Linked DNA regions of Sus scrofa: regions 1, 3 and 4 are each linked to region 2. A link is a contact called in public Hi-C and HiChIP or PLAC-seq data. All regions are on one chromosome and are shown on one strand. The core of a region is the stretch at or near the end of the contact, and the rest is flanking DNA. Distances in the headings are between cores, read along the strand shown. Region 1 holds the start of INO80E (INO80 complex subunit E). Region 2 holds the start of ZNF689 (zinc finger protein 689). Region 3 holds the start of SETD1A (histone-lysine N-methyltransferase SETD1A). Region 4 holds the start of PPP4C (serine/threonine-protein phosphatase 4 catalytic subunit).

Region 1 (5,310 bases), core at 271-2,770, 440 kb after region 2:
TGCAGTCAGGTCTCTCTGCTGTTCTTCCTCATCACTGCTCTCCTCAACTGCATTCTTCGAGGCACGCTTTGGCCTTTCATCCTCAGCGGGACTGACTTCTGCCGTCTCATTCTTTGCTGGGGGGCTGAAGCAGTCTGGGCTGGAGGCTGCAGAGCTGGGCTCTGGAATGTGGAGAGAAGAGAAGGTTGGGAGAGGTTTCTCCTGTCACTTTCTTCCTCCACTTGGGATAAACTGCCTCTAATCCTGCTCTGACAGACGGAAGGGCAGTAGGAGACAGCGCTCAGTCTACCCTTTTCCTAGTGCCTGACGCACCCATCCAGCGCCCTCATCTAAGGCCTTGGGGCATAGCTCACGCGCAACAAGTAAATACGTTTTGAATGGACCACCTATGTAGAAAGCACTAACCTGACTCTGAATTGAAACGGAACCTTTTCCTCTCTCGGTCATGGCAGAGGGTGGGAGACCTCTTCGCCTTCTTGGCAAGGTCGAGCCTCTCTTCCTTGGCACCCGTTTCATCCACCTGTGTGGAGCATCAAGAGGGCAAAACATGAACCAAGGTTGTTTTCGGCCCCGCCCCCCTCAGGCTCCTCCGCCGCCGCCTCCACAACCCCCGCCTCTGGTGACCCCGGCTGGCGCCCTCACCTGCATCTTCAGCAGCTCCTCCTCCACTAGCCTCTTCAGCGCCTGCTTCTCCTCAGGTTCCAGGTGGTCGCGGCCGGCGTGAGCCAAGAACCTCTGCCGCACGATGGAGTGCGTAAGCGTGCTGCAGAAACACGTGTCAGGACAGAGTCCCCGTCCCGCCCCTGCCCTTTCCAACCCCAACGCCAACCTCCGGTGCACCTGAGGTCCGGGCGGCCTCGGAAGAAGCTACGGGTGAACTCCTGCATCTCATTCTCCCGCGCCATTTTGCTCCACCCAGAATACTGGTGGCTCCCGCCTTTTTTCTTCCCGGCCTCCGTCCACGCGTTTGACAGGAGCTTGCGCACGCGCAGAGTCGTAGAGCCGTGAGGCTAGCGACCGTTGAAGGTCCGTTGCGGGCCGCTTAGACCGAGAACTTTACCAGACAAAACTTGCTCTCCCCGGGCAGTGTGTGTGTTTGGGGGGGGGGTGTCTCGCAGCTCCTTCCTCTTTTTTTTTTTTTTTTTTTTAAGAACGAAGCGCTTCGAAAGTTTTCCTTAGAAACCGATTCGCAGCCCGCAACCTTTGGGTAACGCAATCAACCTGCGACGCTGCCTCCGTTCGTGATCACGGGCAGCAGTTAGGCCTCTGTGATTTTCGAAAGACAGAAAGAAAAGGGCGTCCCCACCTAGAGACTAGGAATTCCAGGGAGAAATTCGTCTTGTGGCTTCAAATCGCTAAGCACATTCCAAGTCAGTAAGGAAGCCCTTCGGCAGCCGACATCTCTGTGACGTCTTCACGTCGCGGCGGCGCCATCTTCCGCGTATCCCCTGGAAACAACGCTCCTTTCACGGTGGTCCCTCGGAGCCACCCCCTGTGGTCAAGATCTCTGGGCGCGGTGGACTCTGGGAGTTGTAGTCCCAGCGAACACAGCCTAGCCGAGTCTCCGGAAGTGGAAGCGGAAGAGGCCGGGCCGAGGCGGCTTTCGGGTAGCGGGACCCCGGACTAGGTTTGGGGCGCCACTCCCGGACCCAGTCATGAACGGGCCGGCGGATGGCGAAGTGGACTACAAGAAGAAATACCGGAACCTGAAGCGGAAGCTCAAATTCCTCATCTACGTGAGTGCTGGGTGGAGTGGGAAGGTGGAGGGGGGTGAGGCCTGGCGCTGGTAGGACGTCCGTTTAGTTCTGTGTAAAGGGAGCAGGGTACTCTGTGGCCGGCTTCCGAGCCCCATTTACGGATGGCAGGTGGCTCAGCATCCACCTTGCCCTTGATACAGGAACACGAGTGCTTCCAGGAGGAACTGAGGAAGGCACAGAGAAAATTGTTGAAGGTGTCCCGGGACAAGAGGTGAGACAGGCTCCGAGGGGAGGAGGGAGACCAGAGTAGATCTACATTCGGCCCCCACCCTGGAATGGGCCACAAATGCATGATGCCTGCCTGGGGACTGTTGTGAGGACGGGGCCAGTTCGAAGGGACGGGGGCTCAAGAGAACGTTGCAGAGATGGGAATAAACACTCATTGTTCCCCCCGCCTCTTTCCTCAGTTTCCTCCTAGACCGACTTCTGCAGTACGAGAACGTGGATGAAGACTCTTCTGGTGAGCAGGGTCATGGAAAATTGGTGGAGGACATGCTCCTGGCGCTCCAGCCAGCTCACTGGGCCCTCCTTTTAGACTGGAGGCCAGTACACCTCTGGTGGTTCCTAAGCCTGGTTGCTTGCCCTCCACCTCCCCTGTTTGTTAACTCAAGTATTACTGGATATCTACTTCGTTTCAGGCACTGTGCTCTGCACAGGGAATGCAGTGGTGACTGAGATGCACAAAGCTTCTGGGAATTTGTATTGTAATTAGGTGTAATAAGAGAGCAAAGAAATAAACTAGAGTTTTAGATTCGAAAGGCATAAAATCAGGGTGATATGGTAGTGATTGGAATAAAGCAGGGGTTGATAAACGTTCTCTGTAAAGAGCTAAGTAGGCATTCCTGCTGTGGCACAGTGGGTTAAAGATCCGGCCGCGTCACTGCAGCAGTTAAAGCAGTGGTGTAGGTCGAAGGTGCAGCTTGGATTTGATCCCTGGCCTGAGATCCTCAGGTGTGGCCTCCATATGCTTCAGGTGCGGCGAAAAAGGGGAAAGAGAGCGGGAAAAGAGCCAAGTAGACTTTGCAGAACATATACCTTTTGTTTCAGCGTCTCAGCTGAATAAAAGCTGCAGTTGCCGGCCTACACCACAGCTCACGGCAACGCCAGATACTTAACCCACTGAGTGAGGCCAGGGATGGAACCTGTGTCCTCATGGATGCTAATCAGGTTCATTTCCACTGAGCCACAATGGAACTCCTGGTTTTGTTTTAAGAACATTATTTATGGGAGTTCCTCTCAGGTCCTCCGTGGCTGTGGCTGTGACTCTGGTGTAGGCTGGCAGCTGCAGCTCCAATTCGACCCCTAGCCAGGGAACCTCCATATGCTGCAGGTTCAGCCTTAAAAAGACAAAACAGCATTATTTATGAATACTGAACTTTGAATTTCATAACGTTCACACACATCATGAAATATTTTTCCTTGGATTTTTTTTCCTCAACCATTTGAAAAACTGAAAAGCCATTCTTAGCATACATACCACGCACAAGCACATGGCAGGCTGCAAATCAATAAAGGGTTTAAGAAAGACTCTTTTTAGCGAGGATTGTTTGACCTGGGACCTAGGTGAGAAGAAGAGACCTGTCTTGTGCAGGGACGAGTGAGAGGTTTTCCAGGGGAGGGAATCACAAGTGCAGATTCCCTGAGGTAAGAAGGTAGCAGGTGGTTTGAAAGTGGAAGGGCTGAAGCACATAAAGCTGTGTTCTCCTTGTTTACAGTCAGTAATAGATTTTACATCCTGACCAGCCCCACATACTTAGGTACTTTTAAAGCAGAATTTAATGAAACAATGTGAAGATTATGACATGTGCTCTGATAGTTTTTATTTTTTTATTATTTTTCATTTTAAAATTATAGTCGATTTCACAGTGTTCTGTCAGTTTCTGCTGTACAGCAGAGCGACTCAGTTGTCTGTATATATACATTATTTTTCTTTCATGATCCTCCATCCTGCTCCTTTGCAAGTGATGGGCTATAGTTCCCTGTGCTATATATACAGCAGTATTCTGATACTTTTTAGACCGTTTTTGTTTGTTTTGTTTGTTTGTTTGTTTTTCCCCCATTTAATGCTGGTTGAAAACCAATTAGTTGACTTTGTGACTCACTTACGGGTTGATACCCCCAGTTTGAAAAAGCCTTATGGTGGACCTTTGTGGCCCTGTTCTTCTCATGAGTACGTGCCATGCAATTACTTCTTTCCATGGTTCCTTTAAATACGGATGTAGATTGGGGGTCAGCAAATGGCAGCCAGCCAGGCTGCTTGTCTCTGTAAATAATGTTTCATCAGAACACACAACACCCAGTTATTTACATACCGTAAGAGACCAGCAAACAAGGTCAGAAAGCAAGTAGGACCCAGCTCATGTGGGTCATGGCAGAACGCCTGGCTTGTATGACTATATAAATCATTCTTTTGGGAGTTCCCGTTGTGGCATGAGAATGTGGGTTCAATCCCTGGCCTCACTCAGTGGGTTAAGTGTCTGGCGTTGTCGTGAGCTGTGGTGTGTGTAGGCTGGCAGCTGCAGCTCCAATTCAACCCCTAGCCTGGGAACCTCCATATGCTGTGGGTGCAGCCCTAAAAAGCAAAAAAAAAAAAAAGTAGTAATTCTTTTCAGTTAATTTCCTGTCTGAGGGGGACGTCAGTATAGGAGGCATGAGAGAACCCAGCGTGTCTATGGTCAGAGTGGGATAAACCTGAGAAGCAAGAGCCCGGAGACATAAGCCGCCACTTAGATCCCTGAGAAGCCCGTAGTATAGTCAGGGAGACACCCACACATACCACGTCCTAGCACCATGAGGAGAGCCGTGACAAGTGAGAGTAGAGAGTTCCGGGAGAGCTGGCCATCAGCTGGGTCTGAGGGAATCTAGGAGACTTCTCAGAAAGGTGGCATTTGATCTGCTTTCAGGGGGGAGCTGTGGCATGCAATAGCTTGATGTGGGATCTCAGTTCCCAGACCAGGGATTGAACCTAAGCTACAACAGTGAGAACACTGAATCCTAACCGCTAGACCACCAGGAAACTCCCTATTCTACCTATTCCTTTTTTTTTTTTTTTTTTTTTTTTTGCTTTTTGCCTTTTTGCCTTTTCTAGGGCCACTCCCACGACATATGGAGGTTTCCAGGCTAGGGGTCGAATCAGAGCTGTAGCCGCCGGCCTACACCACAGCCACAGCAACACAGGATCTGAGCCGTGTCTGCAGCCTACACCACAGCTCATGGCAATGCCGGATCCTTAACCCACTGAGCGAGGCCAGGGATCAAACCTGCGTCGTCATGGATACTAGTCGGGTTCCTTAACCACTGAGCCACAATGGGAGCTCCCGTAGCAAGTGCGTGACAAATGTGTTACCGAGGAGTCCAGGCAGGAAGTCTGTTGTAAAGGACATTTTAAGAAGTTGGGGAAGCTCTGTGTGTGTGTGTTTTGATGGGGAGGCCATTAGAGTCCCCACAGACCTTCCATAGAGTTGAGATTACACCCCTCTGGGGTAAATGGAAATTCCCACTCCCCACTGACCAACTGTGCCCCCCCACAGACTCAGATGCCACCGCATCTTCG
Region 2 (5,635 bases), core at 3,026-5,525:
GAAGATCCCAAGAAGGGGCGAGGCACCCAGGTTCTGGGATAGGCGAGGAAAGCGGAGCTGAGCTGGAAGTCAGCCTGTCTCGGGAGTGAGTCCAGCAGCCGCTCCACACACGCAGCCTCTCTTGCAGGCCCCAGTTGGTAAGAATCCTCTGAACCTTCTCTTCCAAAGTTCCCTTTGTCAGACCTGGTGCCTTCCTTGGATCAAGGATAGTGAGATGGGGGAGAAGCTGGGCATAGAACGTATGTGCCTCCCTTCGCTGTGTGCCCAGAGGGTCTGCACGCCTCTAAAAAGGGCTAGAAGTTCGCTGTGCAGCCAGGACTGTTTGCTCAGGTGGTGACTGATGTTTCCTTTGTTTGTTTTTTTAGGGCTGAACCTGTGGCATATGGAAGCTCGCAGCCACAGCAACCTACCAGATCCGACCCGCGTCTAAGACCTACCCCACAGCTTATGGCAACGCTGGATCCTTAACCCACTGACTGAGGCCAGGGATCAAACCCACGTCCTCATGGATACTTGTCCGGTTCATTACCGCTGAGTCACAAATGCCTACCTTTAAGGGCTTTCTTTTTTGCCTCCCCGCCCACGGCATTTGCAGTTCCCCAGTCAGGGGTCAGATCCAAACCACAGCTGCAATACTCTACCCTTAATCCACTGTGCTGGGTTGGAGTCAAACCTGCATCCCAGTGCAACCATCCCATTATGCCACAGCAGGAACTCCTTAAAGGCTTTAACATGGCTGGTGATGGCTTATTTCTGACAAGCAGAACTATCCCTCACCTCCTGACAAAACCACAATTTTCCAAGCCCTGAATGGGGAAAAGCATGGCATCTGCCCATGGAATGAGGACCCGCTGATGGCAGCTGAGACTGGGGGTTCAGAAATAAGGGACTCTGCCAGATGAACAGGACCTGCTGTCCCCTTCACACACTCCTCCCCATTTGGAGAGAAAACAGGTGTGGTGATGCAAGCCCTTGAGTCTTCAGTTTCAATTCTCTCGTCTCTTTAGAAGCAAGACAAAGAAGAAGGAAGCGGCCTAGGGAGCCTGAGGATGCTCCTGTGAGGAACGGGCCCCCCACTGAAGGCCAGGCTGCTCCCTGGCTTAATGGACTGTGACCATTCTTTGCCTCAGGTCCCCAGCCAACACCAGACACCAACGTGCTAAGACTGCCAAGAGGCCCTAGCCCTGCCTGGAATGTAGCCGATCTTTCAGCCACCCCTCCTTCCTAGTCAGCTACCAGGGGGTCCACTCTGGGGAGCGGCCCTGCCCCTGAGACCAGTGTGGACGTTGCTTCTGCCAAAGAGGCACCCTGGCTGTCCATATCCACGTGGGCACACTGGAGAGAAGCCTTTCCGCTGCCCAGACTGTGGAAGGCTCTTTGCTTCCCACTCGATGCTGGTCAGATATCCAGTGAATCCATCCCGGAGACCATCTTTATGTCTGTGCGCCTTACGGAGTTCGGTTCTCCCAGAGGGCTCACCTGGTCCAGCACCAGCTGCTCCACACGGGGACAAGCCCTATGCACATCCAGATTGTGGCCGATGCTTCCGGCAGTTCACAGACACAGCTCGGATCCCATGTTGCTGAAGCTGTGGTGAGGCCAGCAGCTGTAGATCTGATTCAGCCCCTAGACTGGAAACCTCCATATGCCGCTGGTGCAGCCCTAAAAAGACCAAAAAAAAAAAAAACAAAAAACAAAAAAAAAACAACAAACCCAATTAGTATTCTGTCCAGCCTGCATTCCCACTTCCTGGATGTTGGAAGGGGGCCTAGCGCCCTGAGCGAGACCAAGCAATCGAATCTGCAACCTCATGATTCCTAGTTGGCTTTGTTTCTGCCACGCCACATCAGGAACTCCTCGGCTCAGGCTTTAATCATCTCCTTTCCTTTTCCACGTTAGCATCTTCTCCGTGTTCAGTTGGCAGCGCATCATTACCAATTGGGCAAAATGTCCACGAAGATTAGGTCCTTTCTAGCCTCCTCTATTTAGTCCATTTCTTCCTTCAAAATGAAATGGATTCACAGGAGTTCCCTTGTGGTACAGTGAGTTAAGGATCCAATGTTGTCACTGCAGTGGCTTGGGTTGCTGCTGTGGCACAGGTTCGATCCCTGGCCTAGGAACTTCCATATGCTGTGGGCACAACAAAAAAAACCCCAATAAGACAAAACAAACAAAAAAACCCCAAACAAACAAAAAGAAATTTTTGCTATTCATTTGCCTTTTTATTCCTTTTGCAGCCTAAGTTTACATTCTTATTTCTCCAAGCAGAAGTATGTGTGTGCAGAGAGAGTAGGCACAAAGCTATCAGTTCATCTTGCAGACTCCCGGCGCAGTCTTACTAAAACATCAATGAAAGGTCATTTGTTTCTCTAGACTGATCTAGAGCTCCCCGATGTACAGGATGAAGCCCTGCACCAACCTCCCCTTCCAGTCCTCCAGTGTTACCCTAAGTGTATCCTGTACTACATTAGAACTTTCCTGAAGTTCTGCCTTGTGCCCGAGATTTCACAGCCATGGAATTCAGGTGTTTAGTCAACAAATGTATATCGAACAGCACTGCTCTCCTTACATCCTACCTGTTCATAGACCAAAGTCATTGGTCCCACTGAGTTAGCGATCTGGAAAGCTATTAGGAGGAGGGACTCTGCCTTTTGGGGGACAATCATGGAATTCCACGTGCTTCCCCAGTAATTTGTTCAGGTAACAGTCACCATCCTTGGACAGAGTAGAACTCAATGAAGGCTTACTGCAGGTTGCTTTGGGTTTTGTTTTTTTCTTTTTACAGCTGCAGGTGCGGCATATGGAGATTCCCAGGCTAGGGGTCGAATTGGAGCTACAGCTGCAGGCCTACACCACAGCCCCAGTAACATGGGATCGAGTACATCTGTGACCTACAATGCAGCTCATGGCAACGCCAGATCCTTAAGCCACTGACCAAGGCCAGGGATCGAACCCAAGTCCTCATGGATACTAGTCAGGTTCATCACTGCTGAGCCACGAGAACGCTTCTTTTTTTTTTTTTAAACAGACAAAACTGCGTTATATGGAAGTTTCCAGGTTGGCAGTTGAATCCAAGCTGCATCTGAGACCTATGCCGCACACAGGATTCACTGCATCTGACTGGGGATTGAACCCATACCTGGGCAGCAACTTGAGCAGCTGCAGTGTGATGATTCTTTTTTTTTTGGTCTTTTTTTTTCCCATTTCTTGGGCCGCTCCTGCGGCATATGGAGGTTCCAGGCTAGGGGTCCAATCCAGCAACAGCAACGCGGGGATCCGAGCCGTGTCTGCAACCTACACCACAGCTCATGGAAATGCCGGATCCCTAACCCACTGAGCAAGGCCAGGGATCGAACTCACAACCTCAGGGTTCCCAGTCAGATTCGTTAACCACTGAGCCATGATGGGAACTCCTGCAGTGAGATTCTTAACCCACTGTGCCATAGCAGGAACTCCTATGAACATATTAATGTTATTATCTATATTACTTATATCTTGTGTATTGTGTTTTATAAGATTAATGCCTCTTGCATTAGCCAATGTATAACCAGGCCTCAACAAAATCGATGGCTAAATGTCGCGTGGCTGTGTGTGTGTGTGTGTGTGTGAAGTTTTATAAAGAATAAAACTTCTATTTTTTTCAGGAAAAACTGCTATATATCCTGGCTCCTGCCTCTCTGGAGCAGTTCCTCGGAGCTATCTGGGAGGTTGCAGTGCTCAGCAAAGTCCCCAACGTGCAATTTTTAGGTCCTGCGTTTTTTTTCAATGGACAAAATCTTTGCTCGCTTTCCTTACTAGCAGGACCCCTCTGAGATTTTCTTAGTTAGTAGAACTAGGTTGATAATCATCCCTTCACACAATGGTAACAAAAAATAAATAAGACGAAATGTGTGATGTGCTGGGCGTGGTACTTGAGCCCAATTCTCCTCCCTAAAAGGCCACAAGGTAGTTACACGCTATCTGCCTCGAAGGCTTCTCTGAGAAAGCCACTATAAGGCAAACCAGGGAAATCTCAGACCCGGGTTGGCCAGAGTGGCTCCGTCGCACAAATCCTTCCCTACCTCGGCTTATCGGGGGATCTTTACAGATCCCAAGTGGGGTCGCCCTTGGCGCCTCCAGACTCACGGCAGTCGCCTAACGCCGAGTCCAACTCCCTGCCCTTACGTTTCCGTTGGCTTCATTTAAACAGGCCGCTTTTGGCATCACCCAATCAGAATGCTCGATCTTCGGTCGCCGCCCAATGAGCTCGTGGAATGGGGGAAAAAGGGCGTGAAGCCCAATCGCAGCGCCATCACACTTGAGGGCAAAGAGGTTAGGAAGCCGGCATGGCGCTCCGGTCAATAAAATCGATAGCTGGAAGCTGCCTGTGTTTCAGGCAAAGGCGGTGCAGTAGCGGCGCCGCCATTTTCCCCGAAGGCATCTTCCGGTGCCTTTCACCCAAGTTCGGGCAGGAGTTTCCTGAATAACAGCGAAAGGTTTCCGTTAGCCCCGCAGGCGGCCGATTCCGGTTCCCTCCGGGCCTCCCTGGGCACGCTCCGCCCGGGTCCGGCGGGGGCTCCCAAACCTCGGGGCCAGCCAGCTCCCAGGGGCCGAGGCCGGGACGGGGACGGTCGTGGCGCCGGCTTCTCGGGCCCAATGGCGCGGCCTTCCGCTCCGCTCCCCGCGCGGGGAGCGGGAGAGGCCGGACCCGGCCGGAGAAGGGGAAGGAGGCCAAGGGCGGTGAAGTTCGCGGACGTGGCCGTGTACTTCTCCCCGGAGGAGTGGGGGTGTCTGCGGCCCGCGCAGAGGGCCCTGTACCGGGACGTGATGCGGGAGACCTACGGCCACCTGGGCTCGCTCGGTGAGGCCCGGCCCAGTCCGCTTCCGCGGGGCCGAAGGGATGGAGGAGATGGGGGGCGGGGGAAGGGCAGGGAGACCAGAGTGTCCGAGGTCCTGGCCTGCGACCAGGTTGTGTGAAGGGAGGAGGACGGGGGCTTGGCAGGAGATGCACCGGGTAGATGTATCTACCCAGCGTTGTGGACGATCTGGGCCTCTGACTGGTTCTCCTTCCCCAGGGTGCGCAGGTCCCAAACCATCCCTCATCTCCTGGTTGGAACGAAATACCGATGATTGGGAACCGGCTGCCCTGGATCCACAGGAGTGCCCAAGGGGGGTAACAGTCCAGAGAAGTGAGTGAAAGATGCCTCTGTGGAGGGTTTGCAGCCTCTAATGACTTGGTCCAGTGTTTTGGTGGCCAGGGGTACCGATGACCTATGCTGTAATGCTCCACTGACTGTGTTCATTTTCACAGCTTAGGGGTTCTTGTCTCATTGATGGTGAGTCCCTCCCTCCACCAACGATACACTTGTCAGTTTGTAAACTAACCACCTGCGGTTGTCTGTTGTGTGAGTGGATCCCTGAGCTTTTTTTTTTTTTTTTTTTTTAAAAAAAGAGCTACTGGAGTTCTCTGTTGTGGCTCAGCAAGTTAAGAACCCAACCAGTACCCCCCAAGGATTCCAGTTCGATCCCTGGCCTTGTTCAGTGGGGTTAAGGATCTGGTGTTGCTGCTAAGCCATGATGTATAGCTGGCAGATACAGTTGGGATCCGGTGTGGCTGTGGCCATGGCCTGCAGCTCCAATTGGACCCCTAGCCTGG
Region 3 (5,394 bases), core at 2,839-5,338, 280 kb before region 2:
GTGAAGAACAGAGGACTCCAGGGACGGAGTCTTTGGCGTTGTCACTCCCCTTAATTGAGAAACTGGGGTAACACACAGGGCGCTGTTGTGCTATGTGCTGTCCAGAAGTACACAGAGACAGGCACAGAAGCTAGATCTGTCTTTATCCTTCAAAGAGCTCGAGACACCTCGCCTACACCTTTCCAGAAAATAAACTGACCTCCCATCAGAACAACTCACTCTCATAGCCTCAGAAGTTCTTAGATCTGACTGTGAGCCTTCTCGTCCTACGCTGAAGACCAGACTAGACCACCAGGATGGATCCTCCACACCCTCCAAGGACCACCACACCAGGAGACTAGCAGACACGTACCTTAAACTTAGGGACTGGGAGGGAAAAGTCTCTGTTTTTGGACCTGACGTGGCAGCGGGGGTCTTGGAGGTCTTCAACTGGTATATACTTTGAGTCCTAGGAAGATAAGCAGGAACAGAAAGACAGCTCAAGGTGAAACCACGGTGCTGAGCTCTGGAGCCCCTTTGGAGACCCATGTGCCAAAGAGCTGGGTTCTAGTTGCCCACTTGAAAGAAGGTAGGTTACAGGTATGAGAGTTCCTCCTACGTCTGAACAGAGGTGCCGAACAGAGGTAACAGAGGGGAACGGGGCCTGAGTTCTCTAGACGGCAAAGAAAAGGCCTGGGCACTCACGTTGACACTGAAGTGAATTCCATCATAGCGGTACACCTTTTGAGAAGGCCTGCGCAAGGCAGGGTCCAAGGCAGGATCCACGATGAGCTTGTAGTTCCGCCACTGGAAGCTCGGGGCCTTCTGCCCATCTCCCCCACCTTCCTGATCCATCTTTGCTCATTTACACTGTTAGGAAAGAGGGATACGCAAGGGGACTCAGGACTTAGGCCTGACTGCCTTGCTGCCCCTCACGGACTAGCCCCGACTCCAGGTTCTCTCATTACCCCAGTTTCCACACCTCACCAGGACCCGTGGCTCCCCCAGATCTCCCCCCCGGGTACCTTCTTTCACCACAACACCCCATTCTCTATCCACCTCCCAACTCTCCCCTTAGGCCCCCAGGCCCCTCTCGCGCCCCCTTACCTTCCCGCTCTCCCTAGCGCGCGCCCCACTTGGCCTCCGCGCAAGACCCCTCCCCCGCCCCCTGGCAGGCCCCGCCCCCTCCCGCCTCCTCACCGGCCAGCGGCCCGGGCCAAGCCCGGCTCCCGCTCCCACACACCCGCTCCCGTCCCCGCGCCCCAATCCTCTGGCCAAGAGGTGGCACCTCTTCGGGGCGTTGGAAACACCGCGAGACCGAGCCCGAGACCCGGCTTCGGCCCCGAATCCCGGCGGGGGGGTGGGGGGAACGCGCGCCGCTGCCCTCTCCTCCCGCCCCGGCGCGTTCTGCCCCCCCCATCTCCGCGCACGCGCGGCGCGGCCCCACTCACCCGCTCGCGGCGAGCGGCTCCCCCTCCCCCACCCCGCGCGGCACCTCAGCGGCGCGAGGCGGCGGCGGCGGCGGCGGCGACAGCGCGAGACCCGGCCCCGCAGCGGTGGCGGCGGCGGCGCCCCCCCACCACCACCTCCCCGGCGCGCGCACCAAACACCACCGCCACCTGCGCGAGGCCCAGCGGGCACAGCGTCTACATTCGCACTTTCGCCACGGGCGCTGCCGGGAGACCCAAGGGGCCGAGGATAGCGGCTTCGCCTCGGCCGGCGCCCTGTGAGGCTCGAGAGTTGTGGCCCAGGGAGCGTGGAAAGTGGCCGCATCCCCCGGAGAGTGGGCTTCACCACAACTATCCAGCTGCTCTGGCTTCGGGTCCTTGACGAATCGGCGGCGACGAAAGCAGCGACTAATCCCTGAGGAAAAGGGGGCGGGGCGGAGGGGAGGCGGCCAGCCAGAGCTGGGGAGATTTGAGTGGCGCGTTGAACAAGCGCAGATTCGTCAGGCGGGCGGGGCGAATCGGTAGACGGGATGCGCGCTCCTTTTGCTCCTCTTTCCTGCCCCTTCCTCACGCGGCCGAAGGTCTAAGAGGCTGCAGATTCGCCACAGGTCCTGGCCTCAGCTGTTGCCTCCCTTCACCGCCTTGATGGAGCCAAGAAAATAATGCCTCGATAGCCAAGCCCTGTTGGCAGAGTCGGCCACTTTCCGTGGACCTTTCTTACTAGCACAACTCAGAGGACTGCTCACTTCCGACCGGGGGTAATGGCTACGGAGTCCGAGGAGAATTTTCGGCCGAATATAGAGGAGTAATTCTGAGGAGGAGCTGGCCTAGCGAATCTGCGAATTCTTTCGTGGGCGGGGCCAGGGCGCTGCGCGCAGAGGGCGTGGTTAGAGCGTGCGGAGCCCGGCGTCGCGGGGGCGCTTCCTGTAGGACCCTCCGAAACCGGGGCGGGTTGGGAGGGGCACCCCGGAGGTGGAAAAATACTACCAACTACAGTGACTCAGACTGTTTGGCGCCGCGCATAATGCAGAGAGCAGATTCCTCCCGTTATCTTTTCTGGGCCTCTGCCTGTTTAAGCTACCCATTTGACAGATGGGGACACTGAGGCCTGCAGAGGGTGCTGCGTTTTGCCCACAGTGGCCCACCGTTAGTGCTTAAATCTTAGCCTGTCTCAAAGTTATGTGATAACCCTGGTAGGTCCTGAAGGACCTTGAGCCAGTCCTGTAAAAAATGATAAACTAGGTCGTACTTGAGCTAGGATGGGCTGGTTGATTCCCCAGGCTTCATGGTCCCAGCGCCTGCCGTTTTCAGCTGCGCAATCCTCGGCCCTCCCTGGGTTACGCAGTACCGCCGCTCGAGGGCAGCACTAGTCCAGGCTTAAACCTGGGACCCTCCGACTGAGGTCGCCCTGATGCTTTTTCTCAGGCTAGGACGCTGGCATCCTGGTCTCTGGGTGGTAATGGCACTCGCAGGTAGCCCTTGTACTTGAGCCAAGGATCCCCTAGGTTCCGGATATGTGTGTATGAGTCCCTCGATGTATGACCTTGGCCAAGTCACTGACCTCTTAAGGCTTCAGATTCTTTCTCTGAAAATGGATGTTGATTACTGTCATGCAAGACGACTGTAGGTGTTAAAACTGCAGGAGGGGCCCTCGAGGCCTGGTTCATACAAATTCACAATTTTTTTTTCCTCTGGCCAGGGATCAAACTTTGGCAGAGCAGTGACAAGGTGGGATTTTTTTTTACCTCTAGGCCATTGGGGAGCTCCCAAATTTACAAATTTAAGTAATAGCAATAGAGTAATAGGTCCGAGGTCTCACACCAAAAGAATCCTAAGAAAGGATTAGGATCCTTCACAATTTTGAAAAGTTGAAAAAATTAATTTACAGTAGAGGGTAGGCTATGAGATCAGGTTCCTTTCTGTCCCAGTTGAAAGATATTGGTTCCTTTTCTCAAACAAAAGATTCCCTGCATGGTGATAAAGGTAGTCCTAGTTTATAATGACTAAGTGGCTTAGGGCAAGAGCCTCAGTCTTCTTAAAGGAGTTCCTAGCTAATTTATCTCTGAAATGGTAATGACAAAGACCTTTCTCTTGAGGTGATTGTAAATAAACGGATTAAATAAGATTACCTTGAAAGAAAGAAAGAAAAAGAAAAGGAAAAACATTACCTAGGAGAAGCCCCTAGTATGTAGTAGTCACTCAAGAAAAGTAATTTAACACTACAAGGAACATATTAAATCCTCAGTGGAAGAGTTGGAGACCCTGGGCTCAGGAACCACAGTGCAAAAGCCTTTAGCTTTAGAATAACTCGGTCTCAGGAGTCCCCCCTTGTGGTGCAGCAGAAATGAATCTGACTAGGAACCATGGGGTTTCCAGTTTGATCCCTGGCCTCACGCAGTGGGTTAAGGATCTGGCGTTGGCGTGCTCTGTGGTGTAGGTCACAGACGCGGCTTGGATCCCATGTTGCTGTGGCTGTGGTATAGGCCAGGAGCTGTGGCTCCGATTCGTCACCTAGCCTGGGAACCTCCATGTACTGAAGGTGTGGCCCTAAAAAAGCAAAAAAAAAAAAAAAAAAAAAAAAAAAAAAAAAAAAAAAAAAAGGAATAACTCAGTCTCCACATTCAGAAGTCACTGGCCCCTGTCAGCACCAGAAAGGGGTCATACCTAGAACCCACTCCCCTCTACTCCCACCCTGCTCTGCCCTCAGTGACACTTGCCTCTTGACTCTTAAGAACAAGTCACCAGTTCCCAAGGAGGCCTCCCCTTCCCCCCATTCACAGCCAGAAGGTCATGTGTGAAACAATTTATTATACAAAATCAGGTGCATCAAAAATTCAGTGTCAGAATAGTTCTGTATTCCAAGGGCTGGAATGGACCGTCTCCTTTACATGCCAACCCAACCCTTGCTAGGGAGTCAGGCTGGGCACACCAACACCCATCCCTGGGCCAGGAGAGTGAGAACCAGATATAAAAGCATAAGTGTGGGTCTAGAGCAGTGGAGCGGGCACTTGAACCTCCTCCAAATAGGGAGGCTCCCCCTTGGAAAGGCTGGACCTATGCCTGGGGTAGAAACATTCAAATCCCTCTCTGAAGCAACCAAAGTGAGAGTGGGCAACCCATCAAAATCTAAGGATGGGGAGTTCCTGCTCTGGTGCAACGAGATCAGTGGCATCTTGGGAGCCCTGGGATGTAGGTTCAAATCCCGGCCCCACACAGTGAGTTAAGGATTTGGCATTGGTGCAGCTGCAGCTTAGGTATCGGCTAAGGCTTGGATCTGATCCCTCGTCTGGGAACTCCCTATGTCCTGGGGCGACCAAAAAGGAAAAAAAATTAAGGGAAAAAAAATCTGAGGATGGGGAAAACCTCTTCTACCCTGCAACCCCCCAGATGCCAGCCATAAAACAAATTCTACAGAAGCGAAGCAAGGATTGGCTGCCTTCTGGGGCAGCTAGGTGGGCGTGTAACCCTCCAACCGACCTCCACATTCTGTGTAGAGGCAAGTGGCTAAGGGTCGGCACCAAAGGTCTGACCAGGATCTCCCTGCTTCCCCTCTACCTACAGCATCAGCCTTGGACTGAGGACCTTCCTCTTCCTTTGCTCCTCCCAGCCCAAGTGCACAGTAGAGCTTACAAAACCCATGGGACAGAGTGACAGGGAGAATCCCTGGGAATGTGGGAGCCACCCCAAGGCCCAGCCCAAAGGGCCCTGAGGGCAGAAATCTGTTCTCTACCTGAGTGGCCACAGGAAGTAGCTCCAGGCAGGGGCAGGGAATGGGGTCTGTAGACCTGAGGCCTCAGTCAGACCCCTGAAGGAGGCAGTGCTTGCAGTGTGGCTAACACCAGCCTTACACAGCCTGCAGCTCCCCCTGCAGGCGACTCAGCTCCTCTAGCTCTTGCTTGTGGCGGTCTGTCTTGTGTGCCACCAAGGAGCGGTAGAAATGCAGGGCAAAGACCACAAATACAAGCCC
Region 4 (6,070 bases), core at 3,061-5,560, 500 kb after region 2:
TCCCCCTCGTCTGCCCTGCTTTGACTCCTCCGACCCCCATCCAGGGCTGGATGGCCTGTCAGAGCGCTGTGCCCAGTACAAGAAGGACGGAGCTGACTTTGCCAAGTGGCGCTGTGTGCTGAAGATCGGGGAGCACACCCCCTCCTCCCTCGCCATCATGGAAAACGCCAACGTCCTGGCGCGTTATGCCAGCATCTGCCAGCAGGTGGGCCTGCAGGTCCCCAACAGGCCACTTCCCACCTCCTCCTGCTTCGGTGTCCGCTAGCCCGCCCCCCATCTGCCAGGATCCCTGCCTCCCCCAAGGCAGCCGCTCCAGATCCTCACCAAGCATCGAGCTTGGGCCCGGGGAGGGCTCGTGTGCACAGAGAGCGGGGGCGGGGGGTGGGGGTGGATCTGCGGAGAGGCCTCATCTCTGACATCAGCCGTGAAGCCAGGAGTCTGTCATCATGCAGATAGGATCTTGGCCAGTGGCTGCAGAGAGCTGTAGCTGGGGCTCTGGGATAGGAGGCCTCACAGCTCCCCGGTCCTTCACCCCACAGAATGGCATTGTGCCCATCGTGGAGCCCGAGATCCTCCCCGATGGGGACCATGACTTGAAACGCTGTCAGTATGTAACCGAGAAGGTAGGGTGCCTGTCTACCTGGCCAGTGGGGTGGGCTGGGGAGCTGGGCCCAGGGCCCCGAGTCTGACCCCTGTCCCCCGACTCCACCTCCCTCTCCCTCTGGTCCCCCACTGCTCTAGGTGCTGGCTGCTGTCTACAAGGCTCTGAGCGACCACCACATCTACCTGGAAGGCACCTTGCTGAAGCCCAATATGGTAACCCCAGGCCACGCCTGCACCCAGAAATATTCTCACGAGGAGATTGCCATGGCAACTGTCACGGCGCTGCGCCGCACAGTGCCCCCCGCTGTCCCTGGTGAGACCCACACCCTCATCTTGACCTCTGGGAGGTCGAGGAACTCGACCCCTCGTCCCTGTGTTCACGCGGTCGGATTCCCAGCCCAGCGTCTAGGGCCTCTGCCAGCCCCCTGGGTCTCTGACCACAGCCCTCCCCTTGGTCTGCAGGGATCACCTTCCTCTCCGGAGGCCAGAGCGAGGAGGAGGCCTCCATCAACCTCAACGCCATCAACAAGTGCCCCCTGCTGAAGCCGTGGGCCCTGACCTTCTCTTACGGCCGAGCCCTGCAGGCCTCGGCCCTGAAGGCCTGGGGCGGAAAGAAGGAAAACCTGAAGGCCGCCCAGGAAGAATATGTCAAGCGAGCCCTGGTAAGGCTGGGGCAGGAGGTGGGCAGGGCGCTGGGCTGGACAGGGTTCAGAGAAGGGACCTTCTTCTCACTCTGGTTCCTCTCCCCTCTTAGGCCAACAGCCTTGCCTGCCAAGGAAAGTACACCCCGAGCGGTAAGGCGGGGGCTGCCGCCAGCGAGTCCCTCTTCATCTCTAACCATGCCTACTAAGCGGGGAGGTGCTGAGGCTGCCCCCTCAACACGCCAGGCCCCGCCCCCTCCCACCCTCCCTCTCCAAGAGAGGGGGCCTCGGGGGCTCCAGGCCGCCCTTTCCCAACACTTTTGCCTCCCTCGTGACACTGGTGCCTGGTGTTGTCTGTATACGCTAACTCCATCACCCTCTCGAGCCTACTGCCAATAAACAGCCATTGAAGGGGGAGTGTGGTGACCTTGTCTGTGGTGTTTGGGGCAGGGGAGGGCTGGCAGAGGTGGCAGAAGACACAGCCCTTGCTTTATGTTCCTCTGGCTGGGGCAGAAAACCAGGAGATGGGATAGCATATACTCTGTTCAATACCTGCCCAGGGCTTCAAGAGAAGAGCTTGGGAATTTTCTTCCCACCACCAAGTGCTCTGCTTCTTCCACCGGCAGCCCCTGATACAAGGCTTCCAGGTGGGGAGTGCACGTGTAACTGCTGGTCTTAGGAGGCTGCAGCTTTAGCCTCAGTTTTAGGCCCAGAACCCACAGGTACAGAGAAGGGGGGCCCTGTGACCAAAAAAACAGCCACTGACAAAAACTAAGATTTCCTGAATCTGCAAGGCAGGCTTAACATAAGCATCCAATAGGAGTAGGTGCTGTCACTCCCAATTCGTCCTTAAGGTGATCGCGCCAGAGATCCTAACTGTCTCTTGGTGAAAACGAGGTTATGAATGCATTTCTCCTTAATCTACCTCACTGCTGACCTGTGAGTCTTCCCATCTTAATAGGAGATGGGATTAGAACTGGCTTCTTAGACTCTGGGCTGTGGAATCCCTTGAAGAATCTGGAATTGGGAGTCTCCCGGTGGCTCAGCGGATTAAGGACCCAGCGTTGTCACTGCTGTGGTGTGGGTTCAGTCCCTGGCTGGGAGGTTCCGCCTGCCACAGATGAGGCCAAAAACCAAAAAAACAAAACCCTGGAATCTTTCCACACACCCTCCTCAACAATGCACATCCACACTCGAGCTGATTCCCAGTTGAGAACTGAACCTCTGTGGCTCCTGCATTCCATGAAGTCAGAATGAGGGCCCTGTGCCATGAGTTGAACCCTTCCCATTTCCCCAGGCTGGGGGAATATTAAAGATCCTTGTCATAACCAGGGGCCTACCTAGTCCTGCCACCTCCCAAATCTCCTAAAATGGACCCTTTCCTGCTGAGATCCGCTGGAGAGAGAGGAAAAACAACATGATTTCTGTACCTACTGAATCCCTATAGTCATCTGCATAGAAACCTGGAAACTTCTAGGAGTTTAAGAACTTGGTTTTTCCTTCTCTCTGTACATTCCCATTTGTTGCCTACATCCAGAACCAAATTTTTACCTAGTGCCTCTCCAAACTATGGTCTCACTTCTGCACCTAGCCTCACTCAATTCCGTGAAACAAAGTCTGAAGCAAACAGAAATAGAGGCTCTAGGAGTTCCATTATGGCACAGTGGTTAAAGAATCCGACTGGGAACCATGGGGTTGTGGGTTCCATCCCTGGCCTTGCTCAGTGGGTTGAGGATCCGGCGTTGCCATGAGCTGTGGTGTAGGTCGCAGACGCAGCTCCGATCCTGCATTGCTGTGGTTCTGGCGTGGCCGGTGGCTACAGCTCCAGTTAGACGCCTAGCCTGGGAATCTCCATATGCCACAGGAGCGGCCCTAAAAAAGGCAAAAAGACTAGGAAAAAAAAGAAAAGAAAAAGAGAGGGCCCATAGAAGACAATAAAAGACATTCCAAAAGGGCTCTGACACCAAGAGGTTTGTTTCAAGACAAATCGCTTCCTCTGCCTGCAGCAAGAGACTAAAGAAGCAGAGGACTTTAAATGTCAGTTTGGAGTGTTTTATAAAGTTTATAATGACAAAGTGAGCATCAGAAAGTGTGACAGAAGAGACCAGACCTTGAGGACACAGCTTTCCTAGGTTAAAACATCAACCTTGACCCAAGCCCAGAATTATTAGCTATGTAACTGTGGAAGTTAATCTCTTTTAGCCAGTTTCCTTTTTTTGTTGTTGTTTTTTTGAGGGCTGCACCCACAGCATATGGAAGTTCCTAGGCTAGGGACTGAATCTGCCTGCCACAGCCACAGCCACACAAGATCTGAGCTGCGTCTGCAATCTAGCAACCTGCATCACAGCTCACAGCAAGAGAGATCCTTAACCCACTGAGCGAGGCCAGGGATGGAACCCTTCACCTCATGCATACTAGTCGGGTTCCGTACCCCTGAGCCACAACCGGAACACCAGTTTCCTCCTTCTTTTTAAAGGAATAAAACTGCAGACAAGAGCAGGGGTGAGGGGTGTCAAAGAGACCTTTCTGGAACCAGGGAAGTCAGGTTGACTGAGGTATAAGCTTGTTGTGGGGAAGGTGGACTCCTTTCTGACTCTAACTTCAGAGGTCCTCCATCGGAGAGATGTCTCTTGGGCCTTGGAAAGAGATTTGGACTGGGAGTCTTTCGCCCATCCAACAAAGAGTTCTGTATGCCAACTGTGCCAGGCCATGTTCTAAGTGAGAACTGGGGCTGCAAGTGTGAACAGGACAAAATTCCATCTCTCAGGGACTGTAATGGGGGAGGCCGACTAAAACAGGTAAACAGAAACGTGTACGCTGAAGTTACAACGCGGAACGCCGACTCAGTTCCAGTTTCCTTCACTGACACGGTAATGTGGAGCGGATGTGGAGTCCGTCACCGCCCTCACAGCGCCAATCCGCTCAGCCCACAATCACTTCCGCTCGCACATTGCAGACATCCGGTTCTTCCGGCTCATTTGCATTCCTAGGCTTGAGGGGGTGGGGTAAGGGCGCGGCTTGGGAGGGGGGCGTGTGTATGACGCCACATCCGGCGCGCGGCGGAACTGGTGTTCCTCTGCTTCCGCGGCGGGGCCGGAAGTAGAAGCGGAGGTGGCGGCGGCCCAAAGCGGAGGGAAAGAGGAAGACAGGGAGCACGAAAACCGGAGCCGGAGTCGCTGCGTCGGTAATAGTCGGAGACCCTTCTAGGCCACCGTCCCTGGCGCGGGACCTCAGGGTTCGACGGGAGTTAGCGGAGGGCGGCCCGGGCTGTGGGACGCTGGGGGCCCCGGGGCCTATGTGAGGGGAGGCGGGAGTTGGGGGGGCCGGGCCAGCTCCAGAACCGAGTTGCCCCCCCCGACCCGGCGCCCCTTAAGGACACTGATCCGCGGCTTCTCCTTGGCCTTTCCCAGGAGACCCCTGTGCGGTGCGGAGGGGGCTACGGCCCCGGCTCTGACCCGCTCCGGGGCGGGTGGGCCATGGCGGAGATCAGCGATCTGGACCGGCAGATCGAGCAGCTGCGGCGCTGCGAGCTCATCAAGGAGAGCGAAGTCAAGGCCCTGTGCGCAAAGGCCAGGTGAGCCCGGGAAGAGAGGCTTCAGCCACTGATCAGAGGCCGGAAGCTTGGGGCAAATCCAGCTGAGAACTTTGGGCCTGGCTCATCCTGGAAGCTTTCCCAGAGAGGAGCGAATAGGGCCACTTCCCTCGAGGAGCAGCCGGGCCTGTTGGGGGAAGACAGACCTGGATTCAAATATCTGAAGTATTAGATGATGTGTTTTCAGTGGAGTTGGAATTACAGAAAGTACTTAGGAAGCTTAGGGAAACAACCTTGTCTGTCTGGGGGGGAACAGAGAACGTTTCTTGGAGGAACTGAACTTTGGGTTAGGCCTTGAAGAATAAGATGATAAAAGGGAATGTCAGCAAGAAGATTTGGTTTACAGTATTCTTTTTTTTTTTTTGGCTTTTTAGGGCCGCACCTGTGGCACTTAGAGGTTCCCAGGCTAGGGGCTGAATCAGAGCTTCAGCTGCTGGCCTACGCCACCAGCCACAGCAATAGCAATGAGGGATCCTTAACCCACTGAGTGAGTCCAGGGATCAAACCCACAACATCTTGGCTCCTAGTCGAATTTGTTTCCGCTGTGCCACAACGGGAACTCCTACAGTATTGTTTTAATCCCAGTAACAACCCAAAAAGGTGTGTGGAATTGTCTTCATCTCACAGGTGAGGATGCTTACATTCAGGAGTAAGGGGTAAAGCCTGAAGCGAGTTCTCCATGTCCTGTCCATTTTCAGGCCATCATGCAAGAAAGTGGAGTTGGATCACACTCATACTCCTTGTGGGAGCCTATGAAATAGAAGCAGATAAGCCAGAGTAGAATTAAGCAAGATCTGAAGGGAAGCCTAGCTTAGAGTTCTGTGGGAAGTAGGATGATGTAGTGGTTAAGAGCCAGGCTTTGGAATGTGGCTCTAGGTTGGAATCAGCTCTGCCACTTCCTAGCTGTGTTGGTGATCTTGAGGTCTGTGAGACTCGGGTTCTTCCTATTTAAAGTGGGGATTCTAGAACTTAATGAGGTGGCTGTGAAGAGTAAGGGATGCGCTTAGCATAGGCTTTGGTAAACTGTAAGTGCTCGATGTTTGTTGGGTGTTACTGTTCTTCCTTTGTAGGAAGAGGGCAGTGCTGATGTGGACTGAAGTCCTTAGTGAAGGCTTGAAAGAGAAGTTGGCCTGGAAAGATGGATAATTTGGGCAGCTGAGTGGGCAGGCCTAGTAGGAAGGGCATTCCAAGCAGGCTGAGAATAGGAGTGGAAGGTGTTCCCTGGGGGCTCAGC

What was found. Hi-C and Micro-C count contacts between places; a contact is called where the count stands out from the background. HiChIP or PLAC-seq counts read pairs in DNA pulled down with a chosen protein or histone mark.
Region 1: a contact with region 2 is called in a Hi-C map of liver, with 5 times the contacts expected there. The contact joins the promoter of INO80E here to the promoter of ZNF689 in region 2. A contact is called at or near these places in 1 of 5 promoter capture datasets (liver) and 1 of 47 Hi-C or Micro-C datasets (liver).
Region 3: an H3K27ac HiChIP or PLAC-seq map of alveolar macrophages shows a contact between it and region 2. The contact joins the promoter of SETD1A here to the promoter of ZNF689 in region 2. A contact is called at or near these places in 1 of 5 promoter capture datasets (liver) and 1 of 2 datasets of contacts at active chromatin or transcription factors (alveolar macrophages).
Region 4: a Hi-C map of embryonic fibroblasts shows a contact between it and region 2, with 2.2 times the contacts expected there. The contact joins the promoter of PPP4C here to the promoter of ZNF689 in region 2. A contact is called at or near these places in 1 of 5 promoter capture datasets (liver), 2 of 47 Hi-C or Micro-C datasets (embryonic fibroblasts and retroperitoneal adipose tissue) and 1 of 2 datasets of contacts at active chromatin or transcription factors (alveolar macrophages).

What each region holds. Positions count from the first base shown.
Region 1 is chr3:18,200,572-18,205,881 of Sscrofa11.1, forward strand. It overlaps INO80E (INO80 complex subunit E), which reads left to right and starts at 1,521. Exons shown (of 6, transcript XM_021088007.1): 1 at 1,521-1,736; 2 at 1,898-1,968; 3 at 2,165-2,217; 4 at 5,288-5,310. The coding sequence starts at 1,656. HIRIP3 (HIRA-interacting protein 3) reads right to left here and starts at 1,336. Exons shown (of 8, transcript XM_021087988.1): 1 at 841-1,336; 2 at 643-763; 3 at 406-520; 4 at 1-161. The coding sequence starts at 905.
Region 2 is chr3:17,762,465-17,768,099 of Sscrofa11.1, forward strand. It overlaps ZNF689 (zinc finger protein 689), which reads left to right and starts at 4,276. Exons shown (of 3, transcript XM_021086420.1): 1 at 4,276-4,840; 2 at 5,055-5,168. The coding sequence starts at 4,636. It overlaps LOC110259905 (a long non-coding RNA gene), which reads left to right. Exons shown (of 2, transcript XR_002342364.1): 2 at 3,645-3,891. It overlaps LOC110259906 (a long non-coding RNA gene), which reads right to left. Exons shown (of 4, transcript XR_002342366.1): 4 at 1-4,458.
Region 3 is chr3:17,486,309-17,491,702 of Sscrofa11.1, forward strand. SETD1A (histone-lysine N-methyltransferase SETD1A) reads right to left here and starts at 4,089. Exons shown (of 21, transcript XM_021086406.1): 1 at 1,638-4,089; 2 at 685-849; 3 at 353-448. The coding sequence starts at 834. ORAI3 (protein orai-3) reads right to left here. Exons shown (of 2, transcript XM_003481021.4): 2 at 4,216-5,394. The coding sequence ends at 5,272.
Region 4 is chr3:18,258,507-18,264,576 of Sscrofa11.1, forward strand. PPP4C (serine/threonine-protein phosphatase 4 catalytic subunit) reads left to right here and starts at 4,311. Exons shown (of 9, transcript XM_021088021.1): 1 at 4,311-4,428; 2 at 4,655-4,818. The coding sequence starts at 4,721. ALDOA (fructose-bisphosphate aldolase A) reads left to right here. Exons shown (of 15, transcript XM_021087997.1): 11 at 45-205; 12 at 540-623; 13 at 742-916; 14 at 1,066-1,265; 15 at 1,358-1,661. The coding sequence ends at 1,453.